Regions from separate parts of the Mus musculus genome. Here region 1 is linked to region 2. Evidence: chromatin contacts called from public promoter capture Hi-C data. All regions are on one chromosome and are shown on one strand. The core of a region is the stretch at or near the end of the contact, and the rest is flanking DNA. Distances in the headings are between cores, read along the strand shown.

Evidence for each region. Promoter capture Hi-C pulls out the DNA fragments that hold promoters and counts their contacts.
Region 1: a contact with region 2 is called in a promoter capture Hi-C map of pre-B cells, with 2.5 times the contacts expected there. The contact joins the promoter of Acsbg1 here to the promoter of Gldn in region 2. A contact is called at or near these places in 4 of 39 promoter capture datasets (cranial neural crest, hippocampal neurons, pre-B cells and 1 more).

The regions. Positions count from the first base shown.
Region 1 is chr9:54,660,412-54,663,396 of GRCm38.p6, forward strand. It overlaps Acsbg1 (acyl-CoA synthetase bubblegum family member 1), which reads right to left and starts at 1,474. Exons shown (of 14, transcript NM_053178.2): 1 at 1,138-1,474. The coding sequence starts at 1,259.
Region 2 is chr9:54,285,015-54,288,253 of GRCm38.p6, forward strand. It overlaps Gldn (gliomedin), which reads left to right and starts at 1,472. Exons shown (of 10, transcript NM_177350.5): 1 at 1,472-1,872. The coding sequence starts at 1,510. The region is part of intron 1 of Gldnos (gliomedin, opposite strand); the gene reads right to left.

The DNA.
Region 1 (2,985 bases), core at 224-2,723, 380 kb after region 2:
TCAGATGTTCAAAATTCCTCCCTATTGGCTAAGTCCCTGTCAACATAGACCCGATACATGGACTTCAGCAAACACTGGAGCTACTGACCCTATGCAGAAAGAGATGGGACAAATGGGAAGACTTAACATGCGTGCCCTATTAGGTTCTCTGGACAAACTCACCAGCCCTCACTAAGTGGAACAAGGGACTTTGAAAACCAGCAGACGCTATTCTTCATTTTTGAGAGCTGAACTTTCCAGACATCTGGAAATATCACCTGGGATGTCGGGATGGCCCCTGCTCACTGACCTCATGACATCATGAGTGATGCTACCCAGAATAGACCCAGAACCTCCAGGGCCCAGGCCTTCCTATGCCAAGAGCATAGAATTGTTCAGGGCCACAGTTGCTCCCCTACACTTGCCATCCATACAGGGGGAAGGGATACTGTTTCTAGGTAAACAGCAGCCCACTCTCCTGATGAGTTTGTCCAGGGGACCTAATGGGGCACATTAACATGTCTTCTCATCTGTCACACCTCTTCCCACATAGTCCTTACAAGGACAGTGGTCATGTTCTTGAGCGTTTTCAAACCTTGCAGATTCCTTGTCCTTGACCTACCCTGTAGACAGCCCAGCTGTTTAGCACACTGCTCTCTCTGAGCCCTATCTTCCACTCTTCTGTTCTTGCTCTCTTATGGGACACAAATGCAGTTCCTCCATATCAGAGATAACCTCAATCTCTGTTCAGGTACGGACAGAGAGGGCCAGAGACTTTCCAAGGTCATAGCAGGCTGGAATGGAAACCATGGGTGCTCCCTCGAACTTTTCGGTCATTGCCTGCCCGCTCCTACCATATACCAGGTCACCTCCAACCATGGGGAGACAAAGGAACGTGCTTGCTGACTGAAAAAAAAGTCTTTCTTAATACCAATGTGACTTGTACCTCAGTTGAATCTCTAACGGCCAACAGAGGAACAGACACACTGAATCACACTCCGAAGGATAAATGTCCCTGCCCTGCTCTTTTTCCTTCACAGAGATCTGGCGAAGAAACCGAGACTCAGAAAGAGGGGCAGCTTGCTTCAGGTCCTCCAGCATCACATCGTGATATGGAGCCCCAAGCCCCACGTGCTGACCTTGGAGCACTGAACCCACCTGGTTTGCGAGTTGTCTTGGGAGGTCCCCAAGCTGGCCCCCTGCTGCTGATCATCTCTGCTGTCAGGCATGTTGGAGTCCCTGGACAGACAGCAGTATCCTGCTTCAGAACCGCGTGGCATCTGCTGTGTGCATTCACCGAAGACAGTGCGGTCTCCCACAGTGAGAGGCTGGCCTTGAGGGGGCAGCGGGGGGCGGGCATGGGGCTGAGGTGGGCGGTGCCTGAAGTGACCCGGAGGGCCCCATTTCCTCTCTGTTTTCAGAAGCTCAGAATGTTCCTAGGCAGTAAATTGCTCAGGACTAAAACTTTCCTTTTCTTCCTGGTTTTTCCGCTGCATTCAAGATGAGGAGAATTTCAATGAAGCCAGCCTTCATTTTTATGCAAATTGGCCCCCAGTTCTCCCAGAAGGTCTAGCCAATGGGCTTAGGACTTCTAGGCCCTCAGAAAACCTCTTTACTGTCTTTAAAGGGACACTTTGGAGCAAAGGGGGTTCCCAACACAAATCCAGACTGAGCCTGAGATGGCTGCTGGCCCCAAAGTCCAGCTTCAGCGTGTGTAGCCTCAACATGAACAGATGAATGCAACCCAGGAAGGTTTGCCCCAGTCCCTGGCTCTAGATCCTGTACTGGACACAACAGGAGAGCCACAGCCCCTGCCCACAAAGAGCCCAGTATTGTGAGGACAAGAAAGTGGAATTTCCAATAAAGAGGACTACTGTATAGCTCATAGAAGCATCTACACTAAACAGGCATGAGAGAGAACCCCAAAATGGGGCCATTTGGGGACACCTAGACAGAAGCAAGGGTTTGCCCCTTTAGTTTAAGGAGGAAAGCCTAGTTGGCAGGCAGCCATGAACAGAGAGGCAGGAAATGCACAGGGCAGGCGCTTTTCTCTGAATACCAGAGAGATCCTCTAAGGTGAACTATATATTCATTCCTGTGACTTCCATAATTAAAACAAAGTAAAACAACTATAATCCAGATGGCTTAGAGGAACAAAAATGCATTCTCTCATCCTTCTGGAGGCCAGAGGCCTGAAATCCAGGTGTGAAAGGATCATGGAAGACTGCTGGCCTCTGCCCTAGTTTCTTCAGGTCAGTGCCCCTGCTTGTCCAACTTGGCTTTTACATGCAGTGTCCGTGTCCCCCCTACTCTTCCATGGTTGGCTTCCCCTCTGTCTACATCTCTGTTTCCTTAGAAGGCCATCAAGCATCAGACTAAGGTCCATAGCAATCCTGTATGAATTTATCTTAGCTGATTACACCTGCATAAACCCCATTTCCAAATAAGGCTACTCTCTGATGCTCTGGGAGGAGCATCATTTGGGGGAGACAAAACTTAGTGCAAATTTTGGCAGAGATTCTTATTGTCATTGGGAGAAATCAAGGTTCCCTTTTTGGGTCAATGGTCTTGTTAATAAAGAATTTAAATAGACACAAAAGGAAGCCTGAGAACAATTTTATTATAATTTGGGAGAAAAACAACATGGCAGGTAAGGTTAAAAAATATATATAATATTATATACATATATGTATATATATAAATATGTATATGTGTATGTGTATATATATATATATATATATGTGTGTGTGTGTGTGTGTGTGTGTGTGTCTGTGTGTCTGTGTGTCTGTGTGTCTGTGTGTGTATCCTGACATCTGCCAGAGGAGGGAGATGGAAAGTCAAGTGTAAGTTAAGTATGAGGGTCAGAGAAACAGTGAGTGGTGAAGCAAGCATATTTAGGTTTTTGCCTGGCATCTGAAAAACAGACCAGGAGAAGGAAAAAGAAAAATGGCTGTGGATCTGAATTCATAAGGTTCTATGGGGTTCCTGCAAGCTCTACTGCCACCA
Region 2 (3,239 bases), core at 222-2,721:
TGCCATTCTGAGAGAAGCTGACAGAGTGAAGAGGTCTTCTGACAAAGCTCTGAAGTGACTCAATTCAAAAACTGGTGGTCGTGGGAAAGGGTTTTGAGACGGGGTCTCACTATCACGGACTTATCCAGTCTGGTGTCAAACTCAAGCGGCAGCGGCTGCTGCCTCCAGAGTGCTGGGTTTGTTTTGAGATGTGCACCACTGTATCCAGCGTGGAACACAGACTCTTGGATCAGAGCAGGCACCCGAGCTTAGAGGAGTTTCCAGTCCTAAGCAGGCTCTGCAGTCCTTCAGCTGAAAAGAACTTCAATATGTTTGCAGGAATTTGCTTAGAATAGCCCTGGTAGGGACTAGAGAGATGGATCAGTGGTTAAAAGAATTGGCTGCTCTTCCAAAGTACCCCAGGTTCAATTCCCAGCACCTACATGGAGGCAGGCAACGCCTTAATTCTGATACCTTCCTTCCGGTCTCTGTGGGCACTAGGCACACACCTAGTGTACACACACATACACAGACAAAATACACATACACATAAAATAATAAATACATAAAATGGAAAACATGCCTGTAGTTCCAGCACTCAGGCTGAAGCGGGAGTGGCTTCAAGACCAGTTTGAGCTAGGTAGTGAAATCCTGTGTGGCTCTGAAGTAGAGCTCTTGCCTAGCTGTTGCAAAACCCTGGCTTTGATCTCCAACAGGGAGGTGGGGGTGGGAGACTGAGAAAGGACACTGGCGATCATGCCACTCCCAGATGTCTGGCATTGGCCGCTGGCTTTGGAACCAGGTCTCCAAAATCCTTTTTCCTCATCATTCTGCCTCCTCTCTGGTCTGGGTCTCAAGGGCAAGTTCTTCGTCCTAGAAGTCGTTTTTTGGGATGATCCTTGCTTGCTAAGCCAACCTGGCTTTTCTGGTTCTGATGGGTGACTTTTTACACTTCTAATGCCAACCATCTCCCTGTCTTCCACTGTCCCCTTTCTGGGAAAGATCTCTTAGGGTCTTTCTTCCATAGGCACATGGTGGCCTTGAGGAGGGGTGATGGGCAGCCTGGGCCTGGGCCTGGGCCCAAGCAGCAGACCTCCCAAGAACAGGGCATGCTTATGGTTTTCTCCAAAGACGACTGGAGGGATAAGGGGGTGGAATCTAGAAACTTCTCAGGCTTTAAGAATTCCTGCCCTCCTCCTCAGTCTGACCCTGACTATGCCTGTCTGGACCCTGGCAATGCCCACGGGCAGGACAGCAAGAAAAGGAAGGGAGGCCTGTTTGCTATTTGCTTGGTCGCCCCTCCTCCGCACTTGTCTCCTCTGGCTTCTCACCCCCTTGCTGCCCGCCTGTCCCTCTGGGCTTCTGGGGCGCCACCACTACTGTCCCCAACCCGCTTCGCCAGACGGGTCTAAAGACAGCCTGACTCACGGCTCTGCCACCAGCCCACGGCTCACGCGAGGCTTTAAAGCCTCTGCCACTGCGGGAGGAGGCCCAGTGCTGCCCTGAGCCGCCCGGCCTGAGCACGCAGACATGACCCGAGCCGCAGAGCGAGGCCAAGGGGCTACAGGCTGGGGGCTGCGCGGCGCCCTGGTGGCCATAGCGCTGCTGTCCGCACTGAACGCCGCGGGCACCGTGTTCGTGCTGTGCCAGTGGCGGGGGTTAAGCGCGGCGCTACGGGCGCTGGAGGCTCAACGCGGCCGAGAGCAGCGCGAGGACAGCGCCCTACGCGCCTTTCTGGCCGAATTGAGTCGTGCGCCGGGCCGGGTCCCCGAACCATCCCAGGACCCCATGAGCGCAGCGCGCAACAAGCGCAGCCACAACGGCGAGCCTGCGTCACACATCCGTGCGGAGAGCCAGGACATGATGATGATGATGACCTACTCCATGGTGCCGGTAGGCAGGGGCTCGTCCCCGTGGCGCCCCCGTCAGGCTGGGGCAGAGGGAGGTGATGGGAGCCGGGATCCCCTGGCCAGGGGCAAGGTCCTAGAGAGAATCTTGGGTATCTGTGTGGCTAAGGAGGTCATCCTGGCACTCTGCTTAACTCTTTTGAGATCAGTCTTTTTATCTACAGGGACCGGGCAGGGCAAGCCTTCACTTCTGACATCTTTTGAGTCTGCAGGTAAATGAGGGACGTGAGCAGTATTAAGAGCCTTTCTCAACTTTTGTCAAAAGTTTCCTGGGTGTGAACTGACCCACAGAGTCTCGGAAACCAAAGAGGAGACTTTTCTTCAACAAAGGAGTCCTTTGCCTGGCACAGTCTAGTAGTTAGGCTTCCTTCCCATCTGGCCCGGGCTCATTCCTGTAAGAATATAACCAAACTTGCCACCTAGTTGCTGGAAGTTGTCTGTGGCTCTCAAGCTGTTCCAAATAGGAGGGACTGATGCAGTGTAACTTTTATTAGAGTGCGAATACACACTAATGAAGCCAAGGTTCTTAATGTGGGTCGCTTCACAAGCTCAGAAGAATGGAAAGCCAGAACTGCTGGTGTGAGCTGTCTCTTACATGCAACGTCTGTATGCAGCCAGGGAAGGTTCCGGCATTAATCTTTTTTTTTTTTCTGTTAAGCACCCACTCTTCCCTCCTTCCCTCCCTCCCTCCCTCCCTCCCTCCCTCCCTCCCTCCCTCCCTTCCTCCCTTCCTTCCTCCCTTCCTTCCTTTGACAGTTTCATGTAACCTAGGATGGCCTTCAACTGGCTGTTGTAGCCAAGGGTGACCTTGGACTTCAACTCTTCCCCTGCCTGGGTGTCAGGATTACAGACTTGTGCCACAACACCCCTGGGCCTCTCTCTACATTCTCCAAGTAATTCCCTTCCTGAGAGTTGAGAAACACTAGTCTAAAGCAAAGACTTTTAAAGAAAAACCTCCTTTCTTCCAGTTTTCGGGTGTTCCGTTTTGGTTGGTTTGCATCCAGTGGTTCTTTAACAGCTACACTTAGGTCACATCCCCCACCCCCACCCCCACCCCCACCCCCTTGCCCCGGGCCCCTTCCATTTCCCATTCCCTTTCATCCGCTCCAATAGCCATGGTCTTATTTCACTTTATAATTAGAACATGTCCAATTGACCCTCCAAGTCCAGTGAGCCATACTTTGGAATCCTATATGTTTGAAGAGAAGTCTACTTTAAACATGTGCTGTTACTAAAGAAGTTTTCAGCGACTGTGTGTGAGTTGAAAGGCTTTTAGGACAACAAACAGCACACACTCCAAATACCTAGTCTGAGAAAGGTCGAGCTTTCCATTTCTAGCCTCACATTTTCACT